Regions from separate parts of the Mus musculus genome. Here all the other regions are linked to region 1. Evidence: chromatin contacts called from public HiChIP or PLAC-seq and promoter capture Hi-C data. All regions are on one chromosome and are shown on one strand. The core of a region is the stretch at or near the end of the contact, and the rest is flanking DNA. Distances in the headings are between cores, read along the strand shown.

The links. Promoter capture Hi-C pulls out the DNA fragments that hold promoters and counts their contacts. HiChIP or PLAC-seq counts read pairs in DNA pulled down with a chosen protein or histone mark.
Region 2: a contact with region 1 is called in a promoter capture Hi-C map of liver, with 2.8 times the contacts expected there. The contact joins the promoter of Procr here to the promoter of Romo1 in region 1.
Region 3: an H3K4me3 HiChIP or PLAC-seq map of bone marrow-derived macrophages shows a contact between it and region 1, with 3 times the contacts expected there. The contact joins the enhancer-like site here to the promoter of Romo1 in region 1. A contact is called at or near these places in 5 of 39 promoter capture datasets (the 3T3-L1 cell line, hippocampal neurons, liver and 1 more) and 1 of 115 datasets of contacts at active chromatin or transcription factors (bone marrow-derived macrophages).
Region 4: an H3K4me3 HiChIP or PLAC-seq map of bone marrow-derived macrophages shows a contact between it and region 1, with 2.3 times the contacts expected there. The contact joins the enhancer-like site here to the promoter of Romo1 in region 1. A contact is called at or near these places in 2 of 39 promoter capture datasets (both in the C10 cell line) and 1 of 115 datasets of contacts at active chromatin or transcription factors (bone marrow-derived macrophages).

What each region holds. Positions count from the first base shown.
Region 1 is chr2:156,139,512-156,146,839 of GRCm38.p6, forward strand. It overlaps Romo1 (reactive oxygen species modulator 1), which reads left to right and starts at 4,642. Exons shown (of 3, transcript NM_001164216.1): 1 at 4,642-4,769; 2 at 4,948-5,078; 3 at 6,091-6,283. The coding sequence starts at 4,948. The coding sequence ends at 6,199. It overlaps Nfs1 (nitrogen fixation gene 1 (S. cerevisiae)), which reads right to left and starts at 4,675. Exons shown (of 13, transcript NM_010911.2): 1 at 4,509-4,675; 2 at 3,856-3,947; 3 at 2,615-2,731; 4 at 218-301. The coding sequence starts at 4,629.
Region 2 is chr2:155,746,555-155,753,882 of GRCm38.p6, forward strand. Procr (protein C receptor, endothelial) reads left to right here and starts at 4,663. Exons shown (of 4, transcript NM_011171.2): 1 at 4,663-4,910; 2 at 6,791-7,048. The coding sequence starts at 4,844.
Region 3 is chr2:156,519,481-156,526,808 of GRCm38.p6, forward strand. It overlaps Epb41l1 (erythrocyte membrane protein band 4.1 like 1), which reads left to right. Exons shown (of 25, transcript NM_001368800.1): 16 at 1,758-3,680; 17 at 4,181-4,291; 18 at 5,401-5,808. Among named protein-coding and RNA genes, the nearest start is that of Gm33977, 24 kb to the left of the region's middle. Within about 2 kb of position 3,696, at least 20 of the 459 cell types and tissues checked have an H3K27ac peak or open chromatin away from gene starts, as enhancers often do. A contact at or near this core is called in bone marrow-derived macrophages, where this site is marked.
Region 4 is chr2:155,876,227-155,883,554 of GRCm38.p6, forward strand. The region is part of intron 7 of Uqcc1 (ubiquinol-cytochrome c reductase complex assembly factor 1); the gene reads right to left. Among named protein-coding and RNA genes, the nearest start is that of Fam83c, 45 kb to the left of the region's middle. Within about 2 kb of position 2,920, at least 83 of the 459 cell types and tissues checked have an H3K27ac peak or open chromatin away from gene starts, as enhancers often do. A contact at or near this core is called in bone marrow-derived macrophages, where this site is marked.

The DNA.
Region 1 (7,328 bases), core at 3,392-5,891:
AGACTCCACAAAGCTGTCCTCCACACATTTTTTTTTTTAAGGCAGAGAAAGACCTAGGGAGACATGGGTAGTTGAGTTCAAATGAGAGAGGGGCACTAATCGCTAAACCCAAGAAGCCAGAAATAGTGTCAGGTTCTCTCTTTTTTGCTTCTGGCTTCCATCTTCCCACAACCCCTCACAACTGTCGGCCACACAACATCCCCATCCCTCCTCCTACCTTAATTGCTATGTTGTTGGACTCAGTAGCTCCACTAGTGAAAATGATCTCCCGAGGATCAGCTCCAATCAGAGATGCTACTTGCTGAAAGCCAAGAGACAAAGATACAGCGCATCAATCCTGGGCAGCGATGGGGCTACAGATACAGCCTGGACGGAGCTTTGGACCAAGAGAAGATCTACTGCATCCTACCAACCACCTACAAGGAAAGACACTCTGTGCCTACTAGGTATAACTTTTAAGCCTGGATAGGGATAAAAAGGAACTGATTGTCATGGCTCAGATATTCTATCCTTTCTCCAGTCTAAGACCGGTGGACAGTGTCAAATGTAAGCTAGGCATGGTGACATACCCCTTTAATCCCAGCACTCAGGGGTTTGAGGCCAGCCTGGTCTACAAAGTGAGTTCCACCACAGCCAGGGCTTTGCAAAGAAATATTGTCTCAAAAAACAAGACAAAACAAAAAGAATGTCAATGTAGCTCAGTTGGTAGAGGGCTTACCTAATATTTATGGAGCCCGGGTTTGATTTCCAGCTCTGCACAAACAAAGCAAGGTGGTGCAAACCTCAAATCAACTGCACTAAGGAGGTTAAGTTTGAGGCCAAGAGTTTGAGGCCAGTCTGGGATACACAGGAAGTTCCAAGCCATCTTAGATAAAAGCGAAAAGCGGGGGGCTGGAGAGACGGCTGAGTAAGTTAAGAGCACTTGCTGCTCTTGCGGAGGACCCAGTTTCAGTTCCCAGCACCCACATGGTAGCTCACAGCCATCTTTAATTTCTAGTTCCAAGGGATCTGACAGCCTCTTCTGGCCTCTACCAGCATCACACATGTACATGGTGCCTGTGTGCATGCGCATCCGCACTCACACTAAACATCCATATGCATAATTATTTTTAATGGCAGGTTTTGTTTTTAAACAATGTTCTCTGCACTTATTTATATACTTTGGGGTGGAGGCCGTTCCTGCCACAGCAGGTTTATGCAGAGGACACTTCTGAGGCTTTCATTTCATCAGGAATCTGCGCTCGCTGACCCCGAAGGTCCTTGCCTCCAGTTGCTTTTTGATCTATCAATAAAGTTGCCAGTAACCAATGGTTGAGCAGAGAGCGGGACACTGAGAGTTGTGGGGAGAGAGGAGAAGGGTGCACAGTAGCACAGTAGTGGAGAGAAGCTAAAGGTAACTAATGGATATGCGGCCACTTTACCGACTGGGCCTAGGGTAGCAGGGGAGGATTTAGGAGTACACACTCACTGAGCTTTCCAAGGCATTTTAAGAATAACTGGGGCTGGTGAGATGGCTCAGTGGGCAAGAGCACCCGACTGCTCTTCCGAAGGTCCAGAGTTCAAATCCCAGCAACCACATGGTGGCTCACAACCATCTGTAACGAGAGATCTGACTCCCTCTTCTGTAGTGTCTGAAGACAGCTACAATGTACTTACATATAATAAATAAATAAATCTTAAAAAAAAAAGAATAACTGATGTGTGTATGTTTTCTCTTATTTATTTATTTATTTATTTATTTATTTATTTATTTATTTATTTATTTACTAAGACAGGGTTTCTCTGTGTGGCCTTGGCTGTCCTGGAACTCACTCTGTAGACCAGGCTGGCCTCAAACTCAGAAATCCGCCTGCCTCTGCCTCCCAGGTGCTGGGATTAAAGGCATGCGCTACCATCACCTGGCTCTTTTTTAAAAAGATTTATTTATTTATTTTAAATATGTGAGTACACTGTTGCTCTCTTCAGACACACCAGAATTGGGCATTGGACCCCATTACAGACAGTTGTGAGCCACCATGTTGTTGCTGAGAACTGAACTCAGGACCTCTGGAAGAGAAGTCAGTGCTCTTAACGGCTGAGCCAACTCTCCAGCTCGTGGTGTGTGTGGTTTCCTATTCCTGGATGTGAGATAGGTTCTGGGCCGTGTACACAGGTGTAACCAGCCAAGAACATAAAGTGGTGTAGACAAAACTACACATACCACGGAGATTTAAGGGATCAAATTCAAGTCATTGTGTTAAGGTACCCATGGACATGTCCCATTGACCCGCGAAATGCATTTTTAAAAATGTATTTATTGAACTCTTTCCACATGTGTTTTGAGTTATGCACAAGTGTTAACCTTACGAGCACTGCCTCATTTAATTTCCCCAATAATCTTATACAGCATGAACTATTTCACTTTCCACTTGGTAGATGAGGAGTTCAAGGCTTAGAGAAATGAGCGGATTTGTCAGAGGTCACCTAGGGAAGCTGGGAACTAATTAAACACTTAGTGTCAAATTCCAGAGCTACTACCTGAGTCTCTTCTAGAAAAACAGCTATTTCCATCTGTAAGAAAGAAATAGGTCACATAGACCACTGACTGGAACTCCTCACAGTCCTTCGTGCTAACCTGGCGAGCACGTTCCATGGCTGCCTCGCTCTCCCAGCCATATGCATGAGTCCGAGAATGAGGGTTCCCATAGTAGTTGACAAGGTATGGGAGCATGGCATCAAGCACTCTGGGATCCTGAACAGAAGAAAACAGAGCCCAAAGTCAATTCAGAACCTGCTCGAGCCACCATTACCTGCCAACCTTGCTCAGTGCATTTCCAACCTTTCAGATACTCTCTGCTTTCTTCCACTTCTCAGACACTAATCAAATAGCAACCTGATATATGCCCACTTCAAACTGCAATGTTCTGCAATTCCCACAAGTCTTTCTTTAATTTTTTCATTTACTTATTGAAAGATAAGGTCTTATGTAGTTGAATCTGACCTCATATTTATAAGCCTGCCAGGTTGCCCACTTCAAACTGCAATGTTCTGCAATTCCCACAAGTCTTTCTTTAATTTTTTCATTTACTTATTGAAAGATAAGGTCTTATGTAGTTGAATCTGACCTCATATTTATAAGCCTGCCAGGTGTGCTGATACACACTTTTCTTTTCTTTTTTCTTTTTGGGTTTTTTGAGACAGGGTTTCTCTGTATAGCCCTGGCTGTCCTGGAACTCACTTTGTAGACCAGGCTGGCCTTGAACTCGGAAATCTGCCAGCCTCTGCCCCCGCCCCCCATGCTGGGATTAAAGGCATGTGCCACCAATGCCTGGCACATTTAACAAACAAACAAACAAACAAACAAAAGTTTGAGGGGGCTGGAGAGATGGCTCAGCAGTTAAAGAGCACTGACTGCTCTCCCAGAGGTCCCGAGTTCAATTCCCAGCAACCACATGGTGGCTCACAACCATCTGTAATGGAATCTGATGCCCTCTTCTGGAGTGTCTGAGCATAGCTACAGTGTCCTTGTGTATATATAAAATTAAAAACAAAACAAAATAACAACATAGGTTTGAAACTCCCTATGTGGCTTAGGCTGGTCTTAAGCTCACTCAAACTACCCATGCCACACTGTCCAGCTCCAACACCCGAGCAATTACTATTAGTTATAATGCCTGTACTGGAAGGATCTGACAGGGTCAGTAGCTAAAAAACAGTAAAGCCTTTTCTACTAAACTAACATCTTAGCCTCCTGATTCCTGGCAGCTCCTTTTCCTAGCACATTTAATAGTTCTCAAGTCGGATGAATTTTAGCCTGTCGGTGAAATTTGTCCTTCTAACCTTTCCTCCCTACAAAGAACCTCTGTTAGTCCTTACCAGAGGAGTGGTGGCCTGTACGTCCATGTAGAGAGGTCGCAGCACTGCCTCTGCCTCTGAGTGAACAGGCGAATGGGGGCCATGATCTACAACTAACAACAGATAGCAGTGGCAAAGTGAGAAACCGTGGACGAAGGGCACACAAAACAACAGATGGTCAAAGCTTCTTTGAGGTGAATTTAAGGAAGGCGGAGGTCCAGTGTCAAAGTAAACAAACAACAACACGCGCTGAAAGACATCGAGTTAAGTAATAGACACAGGGTTCTTGGAAAGGGCGCGGGCAGCAGCAGTCGGGGGCAATGTTTAAACTACATAGCACCGAGTGGGACGAGCTGTAAAAAGCAAAGCCATTTAGAAGAAAAGTGAAAAGCGCAGGTTCCTTCAAAGGTTCACGGCAGGAGGAAGCTCATCTAGCATCTTTAAGACTTGGTCAGGAGAGAACTGAAGGATGAGAATTCCGCTCAAGGGAAGTGCGGAGCAGTATGTAAGGGCCCTCCCGAAAACAAATAGGAGACCGGGCGACGGGAAGGTTTAAGAGACTGGGCGATGGAACAAGGCGGGTAGGATCCGCAATAATGCAGTGCTTAGCAGCACCGACCCAAGGGGGTTCGCTCCTCCAGAAACCGTGGGAACGAAAAGGAAAGGGAACGTACCGCGCAGGCGCAGTCCCCGGGTGGGCACCGAGGACCTTCCCAGGGCCAAGGAGGTAGCCGCCAACGACGCCCGCCTCCAAGCGGCTCGCAGCAGCATGTTCCCAGCCACAGAGCCCACCATCCGCGGCGCTTGCAAGTCCTCAGCCCATGCTCCCGGAAGTAACTGCGCTGTGCTCCGGAAGCGATCCCACGGACCGCGAGCGCCCTCCGCCTAGCATTCGGAGTGAGACGTCGAGCTGAGCGATCGCAGCGGAGAACGAGGTGAGGTGGGGCCCGACAGTGGCCTGCGTCGCGCGTGCGGGGTCCTCCATCGCGAGGGTGGTGGAGGCGTGCCGCGGGCTGGCTTCTGACCCGGGTGCTATGTGACCCTGCTGTGCGTCCCCTGGCCGACGCCACGGCTGGTGACCAGGCCCTCACTGTCCTAGCACTCTCGCCGCAGATGCCGGTGGCCGTGGGTCCCTACGGGCAGTCCCAGCCCAGCTGCTTCGACCGCGTGAAGATGGGCTTCGTCATGGGTTGCGCAGTGGGTATGGCGGCCGGGGCGCTGTTCGGCACCTTCTCCTGTCTCAGGTGAGCCTCGCGGACAGAACTTCCTGCCTTCCGAGGGCTCCAGAGCCCACTCAGACGAGGTTGAAAGCACAGGATTTACGGATCTGAGTTCTAAAGTCAAAATGGCTTTCTGACTCCTTTGTTAGTTCAGTGTTATTGAGTTTAGTGGAGTACTGGACACTTACCTCCACTTTTGTAAGAGCCAATCATATTAGTATGATTTACATTATCTGGCACGTCGTAATTACTTAGCGAAGGGTTATTATTGTTGCATGGCGTTTTAACTCCCAACTGCATGTAATGAAGCAAGCCTGATGAGAATTAGGTGTAGTGAAATATTCTACCTCTGAGATAAACTGCTATCACATTTGGATACTGTGCTTATAAATTACTATTTACCCAGCACTAGTTTAATTGTAGTGCTAAGTACTGTAGTTAACCACCGAGCATTAGCTGTGAGCACCTTAAATCCACCAGCACTCTGGACGGAGTGGCAGATTCCTGAGTTCGATACTAGCCTGGTATATAAATGTGAGTTCCAGACAGCCAGGGCTGTTACACAGAGAAACCGTCTCAAAATAAATAATAATAATAATAAATAATAAATTAAAAAGTGTAGTTACCGAGTCTGTAATGTCCATTTTACACTTTATGCAGTTTATAAATTGCAGCGCTTGACTCAATCTAGGTTAAACAAAACAAAACACTAAGGAATTATCTAGAAGAAAACTGGCTACTCAATGATAAAATACCATAGAGGCACAAACACGACTGCTTTCTTGCCCATGTACTTCATTATCTCTGCATCTACAAACTAATGCAGCATTCAGCACAGGTCCTAGAGACCCTAGATAGATATTTTCCTTGTCATTGCTAATCCTATGTGGGGAAGAGTAGCATTTTAAGAATGACAAATGAGATTGTCAAGCTGTTAGTGCTTAATATATTCAACAGATTTTAAAGGGGGGTACTTAGTTCAAATCTCTATTCCTGTAATTGTATTCCCAAATTGCTTTCTTGGTTTCCTCCTCAGGATCGGAATGCGGGGTCGGGAGCTAATGGGCGGCATTGGGAAAACCATGATGCAGAGTGGCGGCACGTTTGGCACTTTCATGGCCATTGGAATGGGCATACGATGCTAATTAGGGCTAGGATGCCCTGCAATACCTAAACTTCCCCATCCATTTCGACCCTTGTACAATAATAAAGTTGTTTTCTTCTCGTTATATCAGTCTATTTTTACCTAGTATTTATCCTAGACCCAAAGGTTTGGTAGTCCCAGTACCCATCTCAATGGTGACCCAAAATTGTTTCATTCTAACTATGATCTGTCTTCTGGAGACAAATAACCAAATCTCTACCCAGGCTTGTTGATACACACACTTTATCCAAACACTCTGAAGATGGAGACTCGTCGTTAAACCTGTCCAGCATACCAATTAAATAAACTTTAGTTGCTTACTAACAGGTATCCTGTTAACAGCACATTGTATGAGATTGTCTAGTTCAGAAAAACATCACCAGCCTCAGCATTGAACATTTTAATTATCTAGGTTGCTAACAAAATTCCTTACAGGAATTTTTGTTACCTTACCCCTGTGATGGCCAAGAATACAAACCTGATTAGCCTTGGTGAGTTTTTCTGGTTGATCTTCAGAATGTCATTAGGTAATAACAACTGACAATTCAAAACGCTTTACTGAACATCTTATTCAAGAAACAATTTTGTTATTTTTCTCTTGATACATCTAGGATGTAAGATATATTGGTTGGCAAGCTTTAGACACCCAAGTAGGTCATACTTTATTTTTTTTGAATTCATAATTAAGTTCCCTTGTTCCAATCCACAGCCTCCTACAGTTGCTATCTGCTAAAAGGCTAAATAATTCATTACAATGCATATTGTGCCAATTGATTGAAAGACGGGGCAGTACTTGGCTTCACTTCGTAGCACCTGTTGTACAAACTATAAGCTCACTTCCAGAGGACCTCCACAAGTACCAAGCATGTATGTGGTATACATATATCCAGGAACAATGTTTATAGACATTGTTCATAAAGAAAACATTGAAATTGTTTTTTAAACATAGGGATATTAGAAACAAGAAGGAGCTGAGTTTGAGGACATCCTCCTGGTTTGTGACCAGCTTTTAACAGTCAAGACTTTAGGAAACCTCGGTGTCAAAAGAAAAGAGAAGAATGAGGTAGTGAAGACTTCAGCATTTTAAGGAGTAACTGGGGACCAGGAAGTAGTTTGAGGTGCTATTTTTG
Region 2 (7,328 bases), core at 3,413-5,912, 390 kb before region 1:
CCTCTGCCTATACACATGAAAAGAAGAAGGGGAAAGAAGGAAATCGAAAGAAGACACACAGCCATCTACCTCTGGCCTCCACACATATGTGCACGCATGCACGCAGGAACACATACATGGACAAACAAACACAAAAATGTGGTCTAATACCAGCTGGCGAATCAATAGTGATATAGTCTTTTTAGATTTATTTAGTTTACTTGATGTTTTGCCCACGTGTGTCTTTGCTCGTGCATACCTAGTATTCTCCGAGGTCTGAAGAGGATATTGAACTTCCTGGAATTGGAATGTGAGAACAGATACAACTGTGAGCTGTCAGGTAGGTGCTGGGGACAATCCTGGGCCCTCTGGAAGAGCAGCCAGTGCTCTTAACTACTGAGCCAGCTTTCCAGTCCCCAAAGGACGTATACTCCTAAAATAGAATACATTAAAGCCGTGACAGTGACTGTACCTAGACACAACAAGTGAGGGCCATTCCCACAAGGATACCACAAGATCCGGGTCTTGAGGCAGAATGACACACCTTTTTGATCTGCATTTTCAGACCGGAAGACACACCTTTAACCTGGGCCTGGGCCACACCTTCTGCTGGAAATCTACATAAAGAGATGGAAGAAGGAAGACTTTTCTTTGCCTGCTTGCCCTCTCCTAGCTAGCACTCCCATTCCTTTCTTGGCATCAGAGCCTCCCTCTTCGGGATTCCAGCAGACACAGAAGACCAGATGAGGCATCTAGCCTAGATTCTTAGACTTTCTGCTCACAGCCTGCCATTGTTGGATTCATTGGACTGCAGCCTGTAAGACACGTTTTTTAAAAATTATTTATTTTATGTATATGAATACACCATTGCTCTCTTCAGACACACCAGAAGAGGGCATCGAATCTCATTACAGATGGTTGTGAGCCACCATGAACTGAACTCAGGACCTTTGGAAGAGCAGTCAGTGCTCTTAACTGCTGAGCCATCTCTCCAGCCCAAGTCATTATTTTTTTTAAAAAGTATGTATTTCCATTTTCCATGCACTGGTGTTTTGCTTGCATGCATATCTGTGTGAAGGTGTCCGATCTTGGAGTTCCAGACAGTTGTGAGCTGCCATGTGGATACTGGGGTTTGAATTCTTCTGGAAAAGCTGTTCAATCAGAGCCCTCAATAGCTGAGCCATCTCTCCAGCCCCTTGTAAGTCATTCTAATAAATTCCCCATATATATATATATATATATATATATATATATATATATGCATAATAGGTCCTAAAGCATTAGAGCTGGGAAGATATCAACCCTCTGTGCTATTTTGTCTACTTCCCTGGTAATAACCCCCAAGATGTCACTTGCTGTGTTCCTCCGGGGCAGCTCCTACTCCAACAAGCTGGCCTTCATGGCCATGTGCTCAAGATCCCCCTACCTAATGGTGAGTCCTTCCCTCTTCTTCTTCTGTCTCCTTTCCTTGTGATCTCTTCCTGAGAACCCCAAGCCTGGGAAGCTTTACTCTGCCACATTTCTTCTGCCCGGCCCAGGATGTAGGCCTCTTTATTAACCAATCTGGGATCACTTGTTGTTGGGGGTGGGGTCAAGGTTTACAGAGCATCATTTGGTATATATGAGCATCTCCTCTTTAGGGAAAACCAGATCTTGAGGAGCCAATATTTAATATTTAAGTTTATAGCAGCACCAGACCAGCCTCACACACATATACTCATACACACACACACACACACACACACATACACATGTATATATGTGTGTGTGTATACTCATTCTGTAAGTTTTATATATGTAGTAGATATGTATATAGTCATTCCATAAGTTCTACGACCCTGAAGAACCCTGACTAATACACAGCTGTATTGTTTAGGATGCGTGCATAGATGGTATAGTTATACAGAAATGCAAAGAAATGGAAATAGTCAACTTTTATTTTCATATGATGTTATAAATTCAGAGATCAACGCAGGGGAGAGAGCTACAACAGAAGATGAGTTGATGTAGCTTCAGTTACATTTGTCATGTTGAATCTCTTCTGGGCAGTGGGGATAGATGTGTTTAGAATGCAATTCTACAAACGTGAGGTAATGATTCTTCAAATACAAGACCATGCACTTAGCTGTGATTTGAATCCCTCAACGTTGAGGGCTCATTCGTCTCTCCAGGATGGGCTGGGAAGTCTGCAGTAGCAGAGAAGTGAGCATGGCATGCTTACAAATACAGCTCAGAGAACGGGAGCCTGTGCACTGCCACTGTGACACCAAGAAGGATATAAAGAGTTAAAATTCCTCTATTGGTGCTTGACCCACGCCTGTGCCCCAGAGACAACCTTGAGCCACAGTTGGCCTGCAGACATTCTCCTGTGTGTTTGAACAGACATAGTTAGGAGATGTGAGGATGGAATTATAAATGTATTACCTAGACAGGAGTAATTCTTAATACAACATGGGACACACCATCCATATTTGGTCCATATCTTCCTGCCCCATCATGGCTCATCGATCCTTCCGGTTCTACCCCCCTCTCCCACACCACTCTTCTAGTACAGGGGTGTACCATAACCTGTTATTTGAAATTCTTGTTTTTAACTAAGTAGGAAATATATGATCATATTCTAGATGTAAAATTAACTATTTAAGACAATTATATTTATAATGAGAAAAACCCTTTGCAAAATAGTGACAAAAGTTTTCACAAGATTTCCCACTCTTCTCTGCTGTCTCAGTCTCTCCCCCCACCCCATCTCCCTCTCTCTCCCTCTCCTTCCCTCTCCTCCCCTCTCTTCCCGTCCCCAGAAATAAACCATTGCTCTACCTAATACACATGCTTCTATATTCATTTGCTGCTTACAGAGACAAGTGTGCTTGGTTGTTTGTGGATGAATAGATGGTTCTAAGCTGTATCTAGTGGTCTATAACTTACTCCTAGAGATGTGTGCACTGCATGCCAACCTCCTTCTGTCTTCTAGCTGATGTTTCTGTGTGACGTGTACCACTGAATCAGCATGGAGCAAGATAGCCAGCCTCCCTATTCCCATGGGGCTTGCCATTTTGGTGGGAAATTCAGACAACAAACATGTGAACAAGTACTACAGCTTCAAGTGACTCTAAGCAATATGAAATGAAGTAGCGGTTTTGCGAGGGAAGATTTTTGGTTTTGTTTTTATTTCTAAGTAGTATTTTTACCATAGGGGCTTTCCTAACTTGAGAGACTGACTTTAAACCAAGCTACTTACTTCCTAAATAATATCCGAGCTACACACGGCTGTCCAAAACCCATCACAGAAACATACCCGCACGTCATCAATTCAGGAATGGATAAAGAGCATGTGGCATATAAGCTCTATGAGACTCTAGGCAAAGGGGGAGGTTAAATTGTAACATTTTCAAGAAAACAAATGAAACTGTAGGTCAGCCTGTTAAGTGAATTAACTAGATTCGGAAAGTCAAATACTGCATGTTCTCACTCATATGTGGAAGCTAGGGGTGTGTGTGTGCATTCACACATGTAAGCGTGTGTGTCTGGGAGGATATCTAAGAACAAAGTATAAATATATATATACATACATATATACACATATATGTATATACGTATATGTATATTTACATACATATACATACACACACACACATATATGTGTGTGTGTGTGTGTGTGTATGTGTATATATATGCCATAATGAAACCCCTTACTATACATACTAACTTAAAAAGTATAAGATACTGGTCATGGTGGCTGATATCTTGAATCCCAGCACTCAGAAGGCAGGGTAAGTTGGAGCTCTGTGAGTTCAAAGCCAACCTCATATGGATAGTAAGACCCTGTTTGGGTTTTTATGGTTTTTTGGTTTTTTTGGTTTTTTTGGGTGTTTGTTTTGTTTTGTTTTTTTTTGTTTTTGTTTTTGTTTTTGTTTTTTGAGACAGGGTTTTTCTGTGTAGCCCTGGCTGTCCTGGACTCACTCTGTAGGCCAGGCTGGCCTCAAACTCAGAAATCCACCTGCCTCTGCCTCCCAAGTGCTGGGATTAAAGGCGTGTGCCACCACGCCCGGCTTTTTTTTTTTTTTTTAAAGTTGAAAATGCACAGACAGAAACGTCCTTATATAAGTGAACACATATTTCAGGAAATATTGCTTACTAAGGATGATGCATCAAATTTCTTATTCTGTCCTACTTCATTTTTTCAAAAGACATACTAATTTGTGATGTCATTGCCACTAAATGACTATGACCTGTCCGATGCTGAGATTTATCTAGAGCGTTCCTAAATCTCTGCCACAATGAACTCTTTTTTACTCACTCGACTCTGTGACTATTTCTGAGAGCCCCTCTCCTCCAGTTGTGTAATTCCTGTGTACTTAAACTTCTGATAAACTATAGGCAGTTATCCTGGAAAGTTAGATTCCAATCCTGGATCTGCCGTCATCGGGACGTACAAACTTTGGGCAAATCCCTACATCTCTTTTGACCTCAGTTTCCCCGTCATCTCTACAGAGTCGGCAACATCGAAAGCAGACGCCCCACCCCCCTGACTCAGCGGCGACCTACCGGACTTCTCGCCAAGCCCTTCTCCCCCTTTTCCGCTCCTCCTCAAGCCTCGGAAGCAAGCAGCGGGAGGAGAAACAGGCAGGTCCAGGCAGGAGGGCCCACAGCTGGGAGGGGCCGAGGCGAGCCAGGCCCCCTAGTAGGAAATGAGACAGATCCAAGTAACACTTTAAAAGCCTGACTCCCTCTTCCTGCACGCGTTCTCTTTCCATCCTCCGCTCTGCTCCGGCCCCTCCCGGACAGCCTCCCTTCTCTTTCCTAATCAGCAGCCTGAGGAACCCGAGCCTGCCCCGACCCAGGTGGGACCCAGAACTCCAGGATGTTGACGAAGTTTCTGCCGCTACTGCTGCTGCTGCTGCCTGGCTGCGCCCTTTGTAACTCCGATGGTGAGTTTGGGTCAAGGCTCCTGCCTGGGGGTGTTCTAGGGACTTGGTGTATTTGGGAACTTTGACCTAATTATAGGACAACTAAGCCCACACAGCATGGATGTCTACAGCTGCTGGGTCCTGGGCTTTGGTTCCTGTTTCAAAGACAGGGTGAGGAAGTCCAGTTAACTCTCCGGAGAAGGCTGGGGAAGCTGGTGGAAGGGACCTGTGGAGAGAATAAGAACAAGGTGAGAAGGCAAGGAGAGCAGTGTCAGTCTTGGGAAGGCAGGAAGAGATATGAGATGGACAGATAGGGAGACCCTAGGAAAGCTGAGATAAGTGTGGAGGTTGTGATGGGAAGGAGGAGAAAGACAGGAGATGTAGCTGATGAGGTGGGAGATGGGGGCAGAAGAGCCAAGGCCAGAAGATCAGGCTGCTGGAAGCTCTTAAACAGAAAAGGGGAATTAATTGCCAAACACTATCGATGCCCAGCTCCCCCCACTCCCTATAGCCTCCATTTCTCCCTCAGAGGGGCAATATTTAGAGTGACTACTGTATCTTATGCACACATTGACTTGTGGTGCGCCATATTATCACACTAATCTTACTAAGATGAAAACTTGGTCACAGAACAGTTAAAGGTCATTGCAGGTCATTGCTGAGGTTACTCACACCAGTATATCCACACTTGCAAACACAGAAATCAACTTCTCCAACGCAACAGTGTGTGTGTGTGTGTGTGTGAGAGAGAGAGAGAGAGAGAGAGAGAGAGAGAGAGAGAGAGAGAGAGAGAGAGAGAGAGTGGGGGGGTGTTACAATGCCAACACTGCCAAAGCCCTTTCCTGGGTACTGAAGACAGATAATCAAACCCAGCTTCAATAGAGATTCGCCAGGCAGAACAAGGGCAGCAGAGAGCAACCTGGACAAGCTCTTCATATGGTGGCCAAAAGTCGGCATGAGGAACTCCAAGCCATTTGATAAAACTGAACACGGAGATTCGCCAGAAAAGGCAACTAGGGCCAGATAACTTACTGTGGATCTCAGATTGAGCCTAGACTCTGAGATCCGTCCTGTGGACAGATGTCCTACGGAGAGGCAATGACTTCAGATTGGCAGGTTAGCTTCAGCTACCAGTATTCAAATCTTGGTTTGCTTTACCATCTTGGCCTCAGATTCCCATACACAAGGGGTTAATAATAGTAGCTACCATGTTAAAGCATTAGTAGGAAGGCATGCATAAGTTAATAATGTGTATAAAACAGTGCCTAAGGCGTAACAAGTACTTCATGGGTATTAGCTATTATTATTTGGGAGGGGTAGGACACACCCCAGCAGGGTTTTAAGGGTTTTTTGGATCAGATGGAGAGCCAGTAAGAAGGGATAAAACCAAGTCCAGTGTGTTGGTGCACAGTTTTAATTTCAGCAGCAACAAGTGGATCCCTGAGTTGGAGGCCATCCTGGCTTACAAATCCAGCCCGAGGATAGCTGGGGCTACACTAAGAAATCCTATCTTGAAAAACAAACAAAGCAAAAGGACGAAATTGAGAAATGTGCCCCCCCCCCCCCCGCGGGATGACAGTGGTCCAGGAGAGGATACAGGGACTGGAATTGGGATCTCATCAGAGGCCAGGGTTTGGCAGGCTGGCCCTGTGAAGGAGGGAAAAGCATCGAGGAATGCCTTTTCCGATTGCAGACCTCAGTTTCCTCATCTGTAAAGCAAAGATAATAACCCCATCCTCTCCTGGAGGGGTTGTTGTGAGCATCAAATGGAGGGGCGGGTGGGCGAATGCTTTATGGGATTGCGAAGTGGGCGGCAGGCCTCTGGGTAAGGGGTTATTATCTCTGGCTGTCAGCTACCCTGTCCCTTGCTGGCGGTCCTGACGCGCTGACTCTGCCCTCAGGCTCCCAAAGCCTGCATATGCTCCAGATCTCCTATTTCCAAGACAACCATCATGTGAGGCATCAGGGCAACGCCTCTCTGGGAAAACTCCTGACACACACGCTGGAAGGCCCCAGCCAAAACGTCACCATCCTCCAGCTACAGCCCTGGCAGGATCCGGAGAGCTGGGAGCGCACAGAGAGTGGCCTGCAGATCTATCTGACCCAGTTCGAAAGCCTGGTGAAGCTGGTATATCGCGAGCGCAAGGAGAACGTGTTCTGTGAGTTGGGTCGCCTGGTCGGAGCTGGTGGGAGCCATGGAGGATGAAAGAGCCTAAAGGGGCTTTGTGGCAGAGCTTGGGCACTAAAGCTAATGCTCTAGACAGCAGGATTTTTGTGAAGGAATGGGTGGGCGTGGTCTTTGGGGCTAGGTAGGTAGGTCGATAGATCGATCAATTGATCGATTGATGAGATACTTCTTGGGGCCGGTGTGACACAGACCTGCTTGGGGACCCTGTCCCTCATCTTCTCTGACCTCCGAAGTTTCACTGAAGATCCTGC
Region 3 (7,328 bases), core at 2,446-4,945, 380 kb after region 1:
GATCCTAATGTTGTACCATCTTGTGACTTGGACCAGATGTAGCTTGACCAGTGCACTGGTGCCAGCCAAGTTGTCCTTTCTTTTAGTAAATCATGTCCCACCCCCATCAGTCCTTAACTGTTGCTTTTTTAGCATCGGAGCTCTTGTTTCCTCCCTCAGCACTCCTGTGTGATCTTCTGCAAATGCCTTCACTGGGAGCCTTGGTTTCCCTCTCTGCAAAAGGTTGCCAACTGGAGCAAATTTAATTATGTAGATGAAGGAAGGGCTGGCACTGCTTGGCATCTAATAACTAAGCAAGAACATGTGCTTCCCTTGTCTGCCTCTAGAATCCTTCCCGGCTGCGCCAGCTCCCACCACACACCCTGTTGCTCATCTAGCCTGTTTGCTGTTTGGAATCGGAATGGGAGTATTCCAAAAGCGGCCTCTTTGGCCAGCTGTGACCACCATCTCTAGGCTGATAATATTAGATGCTGAAATGGAAGCAGATGACAGAGCTTGCTTCCCGAGGAGATGAGACAGGTCCTTACCTCTGCAGGCTGGCAGAACAGGTCCCTCTGAAGCTTCAGGTAGAGACACCTGAAACCACATCTCAGAAAGCTGTACCAGGCCGAGTCTGGACCTCCCTTTCCTTTGATCTTTCTTATTGTTAAGATTCTCTTAATGAGGTCAGACTCCCTGACCTGGGGAAAATGCAGTGTTCCCTCGATCCACCCAGCTCCATCAGACCATGTGGGTGTGGCAGGCTCATCACCAAGTCACAACCTTAAAAGGAGCCCTGTTTCCAGGAGGAGTTTCGGGCTTACCTCATCTGGGAGGCAGTCTTGGGACGGTGGGAGACCTCAGAACCGTGTCTTGGGTTCTGGGGTCCATAACTAGGTGGTCGAGAGTGAAGGCATTAAGTGAAGGCTGTGACTTCAGGCCTTGGGGCTATGCAGGACTATAGCGCCCCAGGGCTGCTCTCTGTTTGCATTATGCATTTGTTAGATGGACCTCAATGAGGTTTTGTGGGAAGAAAGGATTTTGTGGTCCCAAGAGGAAAATTCCAATGGTCTTAAGGCTCTGGTAATGATTCAAGAAGCAAACTGTCATTGTCCCTAGACTGGTGGGAATGGATGATAGAGGACTGTTTTGTAAAACCTGACAGTGCCACCCTGTCTCTTCAGCACTACAATCCTGTCTGTGCCTCTTTCCTTCCGAGGTATGATCTGGACCGTTCTTTTCTGTTTTCCATGGGCTTTTGTTAGAGTTCTCCAAAGATTGGCCTTAAAATTGTTTCTTTTGGGCCAAATCTCGGAATGTTCAAGCTGTTTAAGTCATTGCTTCAGTGGTGCCTTCTCTAGACTTGTTTTCCCCTGGAGGGAGATGACACTGGGTGTCTGTGGAGCTCTTTCATCTCAGGATCCAGAGATTCCTTGTGGTGTAGGTGCCTTCCCCTCTGACAGTGGCAAGGATTCAGTTACAAGAGGCAGAGGCCTGGCCTGTGTGGATCTCTCCCTTTTCCCATTGTTCCTAGGGAGGGCACAAGACCCCATCCCACTTTCTCAGGTTGGAATCAGTGATTGAAGAGGGTCTTAATAGGAAAAAGAATTTTGACAATAATAATGGGCTTTGTCATCTCTTTCTATCCCTGTCCAGTTTGGGGGACACAGCATCAGACCCTTTGTTGGTAGATTGATCCCTTTTTACAGAGGGGAGAGGCCATCCCTTCAGGTGTCTGCTATTTCACGTTAACTCTTCTTGCTCCAATTGAAACACAGGGCTCAGAGCATTGGGTATTGATAGAAAGAGTTTACACTAGGCCGGAAGACCTTGGCCTCCTCACAGTGCCCGCCACACAACGGGAAGAAAGTGGATCAAGCCTCACCGAGATCCTCGCTGATGGGAGACTCTCCAAGGTAGACATTCTGGTGGACAAGTTCAAAGTTGAAGTGGCCACAGAAGAAACCGTGAGAGCCCAAAGAACAAGTACTCAGCAGCAAGGGAAAATGATTGCAAGTCCAGAAGGCTCAGAGACAATGAGAGAGGAAGATGCGTGCCTCAGGGGGGGTCCTAGAGATGCTACTCGGGCTGCAGGCTACACATCAACAGACAAGCTCAAGCTCAGGAACACCCGAGTCTCAAATGGTCAAACAGAGAGCCACGTAGAATTGAACAAGGGTCTGGAGAGGCCCCAGACCTGGGGAAGACTGACGGCTGCGGGGGTTGGGCCAGTGCAGGGAGAGGTTCTTTCTCCTGCATCAGACAAAGGGGGACTCCAGTCCTTCCTGTTGGATCCAGCGCAAACAGAAGCCAGAGCTGACTCGAGTGACGAGACTGACACCTCCTTCGCAGAGAGGAGCTTCTGTCTGAACTACGGAAAGAAAGACTCTGAGGACTCCCTTCTTGCCCCATCCTTAGGGGACAGAGAAGAGCACCTGGATGCCCCTCCTGGAGATGGGACCTGGCTGGAGCTGGCTGGGGCGCACACAGAGAACTGGGAGCCGAAGTCCTCAGACCCAAGGGCTTCTGCCCCGGGTTCCAGCCAGAATAAAGATGAAGCCCATATGGCTTCCTCAGCAGAAGAAGCCTGGTCCCCCAGGGACCGTGGAAGACCTGATGATCTGCAGGGATCAGCTGTCTGTCAGACTCTGGAAGAGGGCTGGGAAAACACACAAGGGCTGGAAGGAGAGTTGGCCTACCCAGTGGCCGATGTAGCTGAAGATGAGGCCCCCACGAGTATAGATTGGATGGGAAAGACTGAAAAAAAAAGTCCTCCGGCAAGATGGAAGAAGAACCCTCCTGGAGGAGGAGGAGGAGGAGGAGGAGGAGGAGGAGGAGGAGGAGGAGGAGGAGGAGGAGGAGGAGGAAGGGTGCACCTAGATGCTCAGGCGTGTGCCCTTCTGAGGACCATCCCTCCCTGTGTTAGGAAGCCAGTCAGGCCAGACCAAGCCAGCTTCCTGCCTAAAGAGAAGGGGGCAGTTTCCACTCATGCAGTAGAACCTGAGACAGAAGACAGGGAGGCAGTCACGCCCCTGCCAGCCTCCTCTGGTCACACTGAGGTCCTGGCAGCCACTTCTCTAAGCCCAGTCCCTCCTAGATCAGGGGAGTCTTCGGAGTCCAGGGGTTTCATTAGAGATCAGTCCCCCGTGATTCTTAAGTATATCCATCTCCCTGAAGAGAGTCCAGTGCACAAGGACCCGCAAGGTGAGCGCAAAGCACCTCCAGTGGCCAGCAAGAAGCCCAGAGTTGTCCCTGAAGGAACCGAGGGGCCTGCCCTCCTGGGGTTGGTGCTCCCTTCAGGAAAGCTGGAGACTTCACTCCAGGATAGGGACCAAGGAGGTTCCCAGGAAGACGTTAGCAAGACCTCAGTGGCTAACAAAATTCGGATATTTGAGACCCATGGAGCCGAGCCTTGCAGAGCCAGTCAGGGTGAAGTGAGGACCCTTCCACATGAGCCGCCTTCGGAAGCGTCCCCAGGACAGGTGGAGGAGCGCAGTAAGCCTCGGGACTTGGGCTTTGTCCAACTCCAGCCTCCTGGGGACTTGGCCAGCCCCAAAGTTACCTGTTCTTCTGTCATGCCTCTGGCTACCCAGCACTATGGGGAGGCCACCCCAACTACCTCCCACCAGGAAAGATGCACAGACCCAGAGCTCGTGTCCCCTGACTCAGGCTGTGAAACCACGCTGGAGGAAGCTACTGGGGTAACTGGCCACGTGAGCCCTGCACCCACTAAGTTCCCCTTTGTGGAGGCTGAGCGCATGCTCCGTGGCACCTTAGAAGCATGCCTCAGCGGCCCTCGCCATTCCTGCAATGACACTGCTTGGTCATCCTTAGAAGGTCTCCTCCTACATGGGCCTGAGATAGCCGCTGAGAGATGGGGTCATCTGCTCAGCCCTTGTTAGCGCGTTAGAGTCCCCAGGCTTTGCTGCGACCTTATGTATGTTCAGAGGATCGCACAGTGGCCGCAGAGAAGGAGCCACCACCAGCAGCAGCAGCAGCAGATTACATACCTGCTTTGCCTTGCCCCTCCCACCTGCTGGACTCCTCCTGTCATGCTTGGCTTATACAGTGGTCATACTCCACCCTTCCCCACCCCTGAATCCCACCTTGTAGAAGCTGACAGTTCAGAGGTCTCCTCCACTCTGCTTCCCTCTCCACCTTCCTTCTACCTCCTTAAGACTAACTGTCTTCTCTAATCCAGAGCAAAGCCGGAGATGCGGGCGGGGAAGACAAGAACTCCTTCGGCCGCTTAGCGCCAAGCACCCCTGGGAAGGGGGGGCGTCTGAGATTCGCCAGCCCTCCGGGCCTTCAGGTCTCTGCAGTCCCTCTGTGCCCGATGACTTGGTCATCTTCATCCAACCGGGATGCGCCGTTCCCTAGGTTCCCACCTGCCCTAGTAGCAACCCCCTTGCAGCTGTTCACACTCTGGCTTGTCCGCAATATATTCCTCACACCTCTCAACCTTCCAGAACCTGGCCACGTGATGGCTGGTTAACAAGTGAATCTCTGAAGCGTACTGAAATGAGTTCTTTCTAAATATGGTGTGGGTGTTAGAATTGGTCTCAAAAAAAAAAAAAAAAAAAAGAAAAGAAAAGAAAAAAAGAAAAAAAAGAAAGAAAGGAAGTCACAAACCAAACCCAAAAAAACAAAAAAACAAAAACAAACAAACAAAATGCACGTGTGGTGTTTAATCCCTGACAGGCCAGTTGAGAGGTATGTATTTAGGACACAGTTTGCTGGTTCCCCTTGGGTGTTCCCTTGGCCTGCCGTTGTCAATTACACTGATGTGGACAGAACTTCCTCTCAGTGGTTACCATGGAGTTCAAGGCGGCACTGGTGTGAATTCCAGGAAGCTGGAGTCCAGAGGTCCTGGGTCAGTTTTTCTTCTTCCCTTGGATGGTGCTGCCTCTCCCCCAGAGACTCAGTGCAATTGACAGGCTGCTGGCTTCTTCTGTGTTCCTCTAGCTTCCAGCCCCAGCCTCTCTGCCTCCTCTCCCAGGTTCCCCTGAATCCCTGGCCTTCTTCCTCAGTTTGCCTCTCAATGCCGCCTGCACGGATGAGCCTGTGGTCCAGGCCTCCATCCCTGCCTTTATGCCGCTTCTGACAGGCTTTTGGATCCTAGCCTTGGAGGGGGCCTCCTGTCCAGAACTCGCTGGAAGGATGCTAGCTTTGTATTGCTTTGGCATCCATGTGAGACCCTCCAAAGAGCATCCCCACTCTCGAGAAGGTTTCGTTGTGTTTTGTTTTGTTTTGTGTTCGATTCCAAGGAAACCTTTCTGGGGTGTTTTTCCGTTTCCTGACTTGTTCTTCCACTTGGGAACATCATCACAACCTTGAGATGTCCTCTGGCATTCACCATCTTGACCTCTCTCTCTCCCCACCCCACATCCCCATCCCCCCCCCGATTTTATCCGGCCATAGAGAGCAGGGCTGAGGGAGGGCTCAGAGGAGAAAGTCAAACCACCACGCCCACGTGCCCCAGAGAGCGACACGGGAGATGAGGACCAGGACCAGGAGAGGGACGCCGTATTCCTGAAGGACAACCACCTGGCCATTGAGCGCAAGTGCTCCAGCATTACGGTCAGCTCCACGTCCAGCCTGGAGGCTGAGGTGGACTTCACGGTTATTGGTGACTACCATGGCGGCGCCTTTGAAGACTTCTCCCGAAGCCTCCCTGAGCTTGATCGGGATAAAAGTGACTCTGAGACAGAGGGCCTGGTGTTCGCCCGGGATCTCAAGGGGCCCTCCAGCCAAGAGGATGAATCTGGGGGCCTCGAGGACAGCCCGGATCGAGGGGCCTGTTCCACTCCAGAAATGCCCCAGTTTGAGGTACAGTGGAGCTTCACGGAGAACCGGGCACTGCATGTTCAGAGGGCTCTGGGCCATGAGTAAGGAGAGCAGCCATCAGCTGCAGCCTGAAGCTCTGTCTGGTGTTGCATGACTGCCCCTCGTAGAACAGCATGGTTCTGCAACGCATGTCTGCTGTGTCGGTCCACCACTTACAGGTGCTCCGTGGCAGTTTTAACCCCGTGACCCCCATCACTTGCTGAGGTCAAGTGATGATTTACTGCCTCCTTGATCCCCCTGAACTGTGCTGCATAGCACCTGGAGAGAGCATGTGTCCGTGGACTCCTGAGCCTCCTACAGCTGGTCTGAACGCTGAGTGGTTTTTCTTGATGCAGGCCAGGGCTCATTTTACCAGGGTCTGGAGAAGGGGCAGTTATTTAAATCCACCAGGTCCTGAGATGTTAGGGCTGGCAGTGGACACTCCAGGAAAAGAGAAGACACAACCTCTGGAGAGGATGCAGGGCCAGCGTCTGAGCTTCTCTGCTTTGTGGCTCCCTTAGTAGAGCTGCACAGAGGAGTCTCAGAAACTCCCCCTTTCCCTTTACCCTAGCAGATCCTCGCCCCCACCCCTAGACAGTGAACACCAGCTTATTCATGCTGGTATCCTACCCCATGCTGTACCCTCTGGGCGGAAGGCTCCTTCTCCCTTTCCGTGCCTCACCGTGATCCAGGACAGCTCACGCACCTCTCTCCGTGCTTTTCTGGCTACCTGGGAGGCAGTACTAGCCCTACAGCATCCTGCTCTGTCCTGCCACTTTGGCTCTAACATTTCCAGCACAGTCAGGGCAATGGCTGGTTGCTCTGCCCTTCTCCCACCAGGTCTTAGCTGTTCTAAGGTACACTCGGTACCAAGGGACGATAAACGAATGAGCAGCTAGATACCAGGATTCTGGAAGAATCTCTCCTTTCTCCCTCTTCCTTCCAACCACATGAAAAGCTAGATCCATTTATCAGACCTACAGTGTGTAAAGCCATGAACTAGGCCTGAGAGTCGAGTCAATAGAAGCTGATCATTTAGCTTGAGACACCTAGGATACGGTTTGTAAAGCCAACTGATGTGTTTTCTCTGGCTTTAATTTTTAAAATTACATTGTGTTTTTTTATATCATAAAAAATATACCAAAGAAAAGCCCACCATGCAGAGGCGACGATAAATCCACACCTGAATGGAATCCCCCATGCTTTCCATATCTTTCGGCCAGCTAGCCTCCTCGCCTGTTCCCATCTGTTGCCTGGCCCCTGGATACTTCCGTGTGTAGTTCTTCCACTGAGCAGCAGTTTGCACGAAGTGACTAAAAGGTGTAGGCGACGTGTGTGTAAGGAGAACGCTGAGCATTGAGTTTAACCACACCAATACAGCCTCAAAAGACATGCAGCCCTGAAGCATGGGGTCAGGCCCTCCTCATGCAGGCAGTGGCCTTGGCTCTCTCTCTTTGGGTCCTTTCTCAGTGACACCAACCATGCCTTTACATACTTTTCCGTGGGGTTGGGAGAGAGCTTTC
Region 4 (7,328 bases), core at 1,670-4,169, 270 kb before region 1:
GGACCAAGTATTCAAACATCTGAACGTCCCATGGAGGACACTCCCATTCAAACCACCACAGGCCCCATTCAGAGTTTCTCAGCCAGCCGATTCTTAACAAATCCCCACGTGATGCTGAGGCTTCAGGGATGCATGGAAATTAAAACCTAGGCCTTGGACCAGTTAGCTCAAGACTCCGTTTTAGGTTAGAATCTAAGATTCCCAGCAACATCTGGTGGGTGTAGCACCCAAACACATGCTGAAATAGCCTTGGGACAATCTTCTTTTCCTGAGGCAGGGTCTGAAGGAGTGACTATGAGGTACGTGGTACAGACCGGGTTTTAACTTTTCAACTGTGCAGGACAAGGAATCTGAAGCTCGGTGGGAACAGGAAGGGGTGGTCCCCTTATCCAGCAAGCTGGCTCCATTATAATTTATCTTAATCCCACCTTTCTGCCTCTCCACCAGACCCTTCCCCCCCCCATGTCCTCCTCTAGAAACACATCTAGGTGTCTCTTGAATTCATTTATTGGCTTTGCCATGAACACATAATACTGCCTTTGTTAGTCTCCTGGCCCAGCCTCTTGAGCCCGTGCTCAGCCTCCCAGTTCTGCTCTCCTTAAAAAAACATAACTGAGGAGTCTCTGAAAAATAACTAAGATCAACTGAGGCAAATTCCCACGATGTGGAGACATGAAGCTCTAACTGCTGGGAGACGAGGACAGCACAGGTCCAGGAGCACGCCCATGCGCACCTGTCTTTTCTCCCGCCATCTCTGGTAGTTCAGAGGTAGGAAACCTCTACCTACTAGGTTCAAAAACTCCAAATCAACGAGGATTCAGGCATTTCCAGATTCAAGGACAGCCACCCTCTTGGTGTTTGGTAACCAACAGATGAGGGGTGGAATTTCAGGGACGGTATGGGAATACTGGGCATAGGAATGTCACAGCTGCGGTCCCCATGCCAATGCGTGCTAGCTCTACAATCCAGGGTAAGACACTGTACATTACTGAAACTCTGTTTCCTTGACACAGAACTGGGAAGGGCCTGACCCATATCGGTGGTATATGCACAATCTTCATGGATTGAAAAATCAAAGCTAGCCGGGCAGTGGTGGCACACGCCTTTAATCCCAGCACTTGGGAGGCAGAGGCAGGCAGGCGGATTTCTGAGTTTGAGGCCAGCCTGGCCTACAGAGTGAGTTCCAGGACACAGGACAGCCATAGGGCTACACAGAGAAACCCTGTTTCGGGAAAAAAAAAAAAGAAAGAAAGAAAGTAAGTTAGTTAGTTAAAAAAAATCTCTCAGGCTCTCCCCCTCCAGTCTGAGGCACATTTTCCTTATAAAGTAGATTCGGAGCATAACCACAGAAAGAACCCATGAGGCAGGGAGGGGAGAGAATAATGAGCCTTTTGTTGGGGATGATGGTGGTCAGATGACCCCAGAAAGCAAATGATCAGAGAAGACTGTCAGCCAGAAGATAATGACAGTCAAGCCAGAAGACAATGACAGTCAAGTACCTATGCTCCCCAAACAAGTCTGTGTACTGAGGCCTGAGGCACCGGGCTGCCCAGAACACCAGGGACAGTAAGATCCTAAGTTTATATAATTTGAATTAAATCAACTGCATAAATCAATTAAGGCTCAAAAGTTTATTACAGAGGGCGCTAAAGAGATGGCTTAGCAGATTAAGGCCACTGGCTGTCCCTGCTGAGGACCTGGGTTCAATTCCCAACAACACAGAGGCTCACAACCATCTGCAACTCCAGGTCCAGGGGACCTGATGCCTTCTTCTTGCCCACTCAGGCATCAAGCACACAGGTGGTGTACAGGCACACATACAGGTAAAATGCATGGAAAATAAAAATTAAAAATCTATTTTTTAAAAAAAGATCTGTACAGAGGACAGGAAATGGCTCAGCCAGTAAAAAGCTTGCCATTCATGCAAAAGGGCCCAAGTTCAGATCCCCAGAGCCTACAGTTATCATTTTAGGCTTAAACACCCGCCCCCCTTTTTTTGTTGTTAAAATATTTGATAAACTGCAGATATCAAGACATTTTAGATTGTGTAGGAGGGGGAAATGATGTAATCGTATTTTAATTTTTAAAGACTCAAAATAGCAAAGGCTAAGTTAATGTTATTTTCTGTACAGAAATTAAATTTTACTTTTAGCCTTTTGCAAACATTTTTTTCCAAGATGGTAATCAGCTACTCAAAACAATAATTATTCTCAGATATTCATCATTAGACAACTGTAGTTTTTGCTGGTTTTGTAGCTACTAAAACTGCTTAGGCTGTTGAACATTCTACATTCAAGAGTTTTGTAAGGTGGTGGATAATGGGGAAGGCTCCAATGTTTATTTTAAAATAAATAAAATAAGTTCTTGACGTTTCAAAAAACTGAAAATAAAAAATTTAAAGATTTTAATATTTTAGGAACATTTAAATAGTTCAATGTTTTACTAAAAAAAAAAAGACAGCAGTCAGAAGCAGAGGCAGGAGGATCTCTGTGAGTTTGAAGCTGGCCTGGTCTACATAGCAAGTTCCAATATAGCCAGGACTACATAGAGAGAGAGAGAGAGAGAGAGAGAGAGAGAGAGAGAGAGATAAACAAGTTGGTTTATGTACCTACCAAAGGTTCTATACACACTTCCAAGGTATTTAAATTTTGTCCCCTATGTGGTGAAAGCACTCAGGTCTCTAGTATGAGAGGGACATGACCAGATGCAGGACTCAGAAAGGTGGCCTCTGGCAGTCAGGTGGCAGGAGGCCTGGATTGGGAATAGCCAAGAATTGCTTCAGAAGTGACTTGCAATAAAGCGAGATGTTGCCCGAAGTGAAGCAATGGGCCACTGAGAATCCACTGAGATATGTGAAGCATGCAACAGGCAAGCCAAGCAGATGCAGAGGAAGAGGCGGGACTCGGGGATGACTAAGAATTCAGCTTAGGAGGCTCAACTAACGGTGGTGACGACAGAGGGAGACAGGAAGGATGTTTCATAGGGCTGTTTGTCCTGTGACTCCTGACAGGGAGACTTATTTGGAAGAAGCCTTGGCAGCCCCTGAAAGGTGAGCCGGAAAATGACTCTGGCTGGCTATATCCGTCACTCCCACGTCCCTGCACTCACCTTTCACGGTGTGATGACTGTGAACAGGGGACATCAAATGTAATCAGGCAAAGAAAAACAAAGACTTGAGGGGGAAGTCTGGTCCCTTGAAAGGAGAGCTGAGCTAGGAGCATTCGGTGTATGGGGCACTAAAGGAGGGTTGTTTGTGGAGTATGAGCTTATAGACGGCACACGTGCACGCACACACACACACACACACACACACACACACACACACACACACACACATACAAGGTGTACACGCACGTGCATGTTTGTGGATGCATGCACCTGTCTACCATGGCCATCACGTTGAAGTAAGGACAAGTGTGGGAAATGCCTCCCTCCATCCACCGTGTGGGGCCTGGGGTTAGAACTCAGATCGTCTGGCTGGGCAGCAAGCACCCTTACCTGCTGAGCCATCTATCTTCTTGCTGGCCCCGAGCAAGACTTTGAAAAGTGGAACAAGGTCACTGCTCCTTTACAGAAACACTATGGAGTGGGACATCCAACTAAATAAGTGTGATTTTAAAAACAACGAAAGGATCCAATTCTTTTTTTTTTTTTTTTTACCCACTTGGAAAAGGAATATTTACAGAATGCCTATCATGTTCGGAGCTCTGTTTCTGATGCGTCAGGAACCCCACAGTTTGTAACTCAAGGCAGGAATGGCACTCCAGATAAATGACCAAGTGTACTGGGAATTCCGTGCTGCAACTCATTTTCAACATGGAAAGCGTTATCAATCTTTTTTGAAGGCCTTCTGGTAAAAGGAAGTGGCTCCGGGAGAGCCTGGTGGTGCAAGCTCCCCCAGAGGCTGAGGCAGGAGGATCAAAGATCGAGGTCTAACTGAGATACAGAAGTTCAAGGCCAACCTGGGCAACTTAGTTAGACCTTATTCTAAAAACAAAAAGCAAAAAGGAAGGCTAGGGTCCTGGATCAATGACAGACGCCCCGAGCATGCGCAAGGAACTAGAGTGGCTCCCTAGCATTGTGGGAGGCTGGGGTGGGGGTTGTGAACCAGAGAGTCACTGGGAAGGACAAGTGACTGAGCCATCAGAATAGTATTCTGGGTTCTGGGTGCAGGTGCCAAATCGGTTGGCAAACGACTTGCTTGAATGCTTCCTCATCAGGTTTTCAGAAACTTACATGGGCGGAGAGTGTACCTCCAGGGGGTAGGTACATCCTCTGTGGACTCAGCTCAAATTCACAACCCAGTCTCCAGTGAAAAGGCACTTTTCCGCCAGGTGGTGGTGGCACGCACCTTTAATCCCAGGACTTGGGAGTCAGAGGCAGGCGGATTTCTGAGTTCGAGGCCAGCCTGGTCTACAAAGTGAGTTCCAGGACAGCCAGGGCTATACAGAGAAACCCTGTCTCAAAACAAACAAACAAACAAATACAAAATAAAACAAAAAACAAAAACAAAAAAAAGCACGTTTCCTTCTAAGAATTTAGTTTTCAGGCTAGAGGGAGGGCTCAGCAGTTTGAAAGTGTCCCTGCTATCCCAAAGGAGCTGAGTTTGGTTCCCAGGTGGCTCACAACTAGCTGTGACTATAGCTTCTGGGGATCTAACACTTTCTTCTGGCCGCTGTGGATGGACACACACACACACACACTTTTAAAACCTAAAAACTTATCTTTCTCCTAATATTCATCCTAATAACTGAGTGTCCAATTCCAATAGCTTAGGCCACTTAAAACCCTTCCAAGGAGCTACTGTCATCGAAGAGCAAACTGATTCTTATTTGTGTGTTATCCATTCCAAAGGTTCTTTATTTACATACACACACCATCTATATTTATGATTATAAAAAACATCTTTAAAGCAGTCCTTATATTTCACTGAGTTTTAAGCCTGACCTTGAGATGAGAAGCCCAGCACAGTAAACTAGGAATTTAAGATTTGTCTCCTGTTTATTTTAAGTGCTAGGGATAACACGCAAGTCCACATGAATGCTAGGTGAGCATTTTATCACCGACTTACAGCCCCTGCTAGGTAGGCATTCTATCCCGAGTTAGATCCCTAGCCCTCTTTGGAAATCTTTCTGGGGAGGAAGAACATGGGGAAGGGGTTATTTGAAACTTGGAAGATTGGAAGGAGAGTTTTAGAAAATCTAAAGCCTTTGTTAATCCCATTTTTGAAACGTAAAATACCCTATTGTAAGCTCAGGTTTAAAAAAACAAAACAAAACAATCAATTTCAGTAGGAAATTAAAAAGCACAGAAAATAGAAACATAAAAAATGAAGGCAGGGGACTTGGTAGGATGGCTCAGCAGTGTGAGCCTGCTGCCAAGCCTGGGCCTGGGTCAGTTCCCTAGCACCTGCACGGTAGAAGCAGAGAGCTGAGTCCTGGAAGCTGTTCTCTGACCTCCACACACATACCTAGCACGTGCACACCTGTACACACAAGTACAGGCACTCATGCAAATAAATGTAACTTAAAAATTGTCACTAGAAAAAAAAATCAGTCTTTCTCCCAATATTTAAAACCAACACAGATAAATATCCTCAGAATAAAACGGTATCTCCTGCCCCATTTCCCTAATACCTATCCCAGGCCTCTAGAATTGTGTTCTTTCATTCTTCAGAGAGTCACTATTCAGCCAACAGGTAAATTATAAGCACTCTGGAGACTACAAAGAGTGATACATGCAGTCCTGACCCTTAGGAATTCATCTAGAAGATAGCCAATATGCACGAACAACTATGACATAAGAGAGAAGGAAGAAAAGCCCAAAGACGGCTATGGAAATTATTAAGGCACTTGCTCGCAGTGAGGGGGAACTGGATTGGTCCCAGTCTGGTGGAATTGCTGGGAAGGAAGTATGAGGACAATCTAGATGTATGCCCTGAATGAGAAAAAGACAGGAACAGCGAGGCCCTGGCTTGGCTGGCAGGGTGGGTATGTGAATCTCAGAGAGCGCTTAGTGCCAGGCTAGGCTAGAAGCAGCAAGTGCTGAATGTTCCAGAAGCATTGTGGGAAATGATCTGGCATTAATATAGACCACAGAGTGTGACAAGGGAGGAGCTTGCAATGCAAACAGCAGGTCTGATAAGCAAGGCAAGTCTTTACGGGGAGGAAGAACATGGGGAGGGGCTATTTGAAACTTGGAAGATTGGAAGGAGATTTTCAGAAAATCTAAAGCCTTTGTTAATATCCAAATTTGGAGAATCCAAAGGTTCACCAAAGAGACCAGTTTGTTTCAGGGCTCTCTACCAACAAACTTTTCCCTCGGTACCATCTCATCAAGCAGCTCTGATAAAGGATAGGGGACCAGAAGGCGACAGGAGATTTATTCTTATGCTGGAATACCATTGGCAAGAAGTCATCTATCTGAAGTCTTACTGAGGCACCTGTCTGTAGGAACCACCGACGAGAAGAAACTGTAATTCTTTAACTGTAGCCTATGCCCACCCTTCTCACCTTGGCTTGGAAAGCTTAAACCATTGTGAGTCGTAAGGTGGAGATGTCTGGCAGGGCCAAACTGACAGGAAGTCGTTTCACCAGACTAAGGTTACCATGAACACGCTGAGCCACTGCCTTGAGCTAATTCTTGTTTGTTTTTGAAGTTTGGTTGAAATGTCACAAATGGAAAAACGAAGTAAAGCTCCCAGTTAGCCCCAAGACTGGACACACCTGGTGCAGACCCAGCAAAAGACGCTTACTTCATTAGCAGGAGAGGCAGGGTGAAATTTACATCTGAAATCTGCCTGCCACAGGAGAAAGAGCTGAGGCCAAAGGGCTGTCTGTTTTTACAGCTGTGTCAAGTCCTGGTTCTTACTCCTACCAACACTCAGAAGCACGGCAAGAGCCCAAGGAAAAATGGTCTCCAACCTCTTCAGCTGCAACTCGGCTCACAAAGGTTTTTAAGAACCAGTTAATGAAATAAAACAAGGCCAGATGAGGTGATATAATGAACCTTATTTCCACAGCTAATTTATATATTTAAATCTCAAATATTGGATTTTTTTTCCCTTTTAAAAAGTCAGAACACTAAATTATTGATGTAATTTTTGTAACCTCAAATTTAGCAGTTGCTTTTTACACTGGTTTCCCCAGTGACTCGTGAGTCCGTGCCATAACAGTTGGCTTCTTAAAGCCGATGAAAAGGAAAATTTCCCTCTTGCATGACACCAGAACTTGGATATCGAATGAGTTCTTGATAGGAATTCTGGCTTCAAAGGGATTCGTAATTACAATTTCTGACTCGTCATCAGTTTGCAAGAGGCAGGTTTGGCT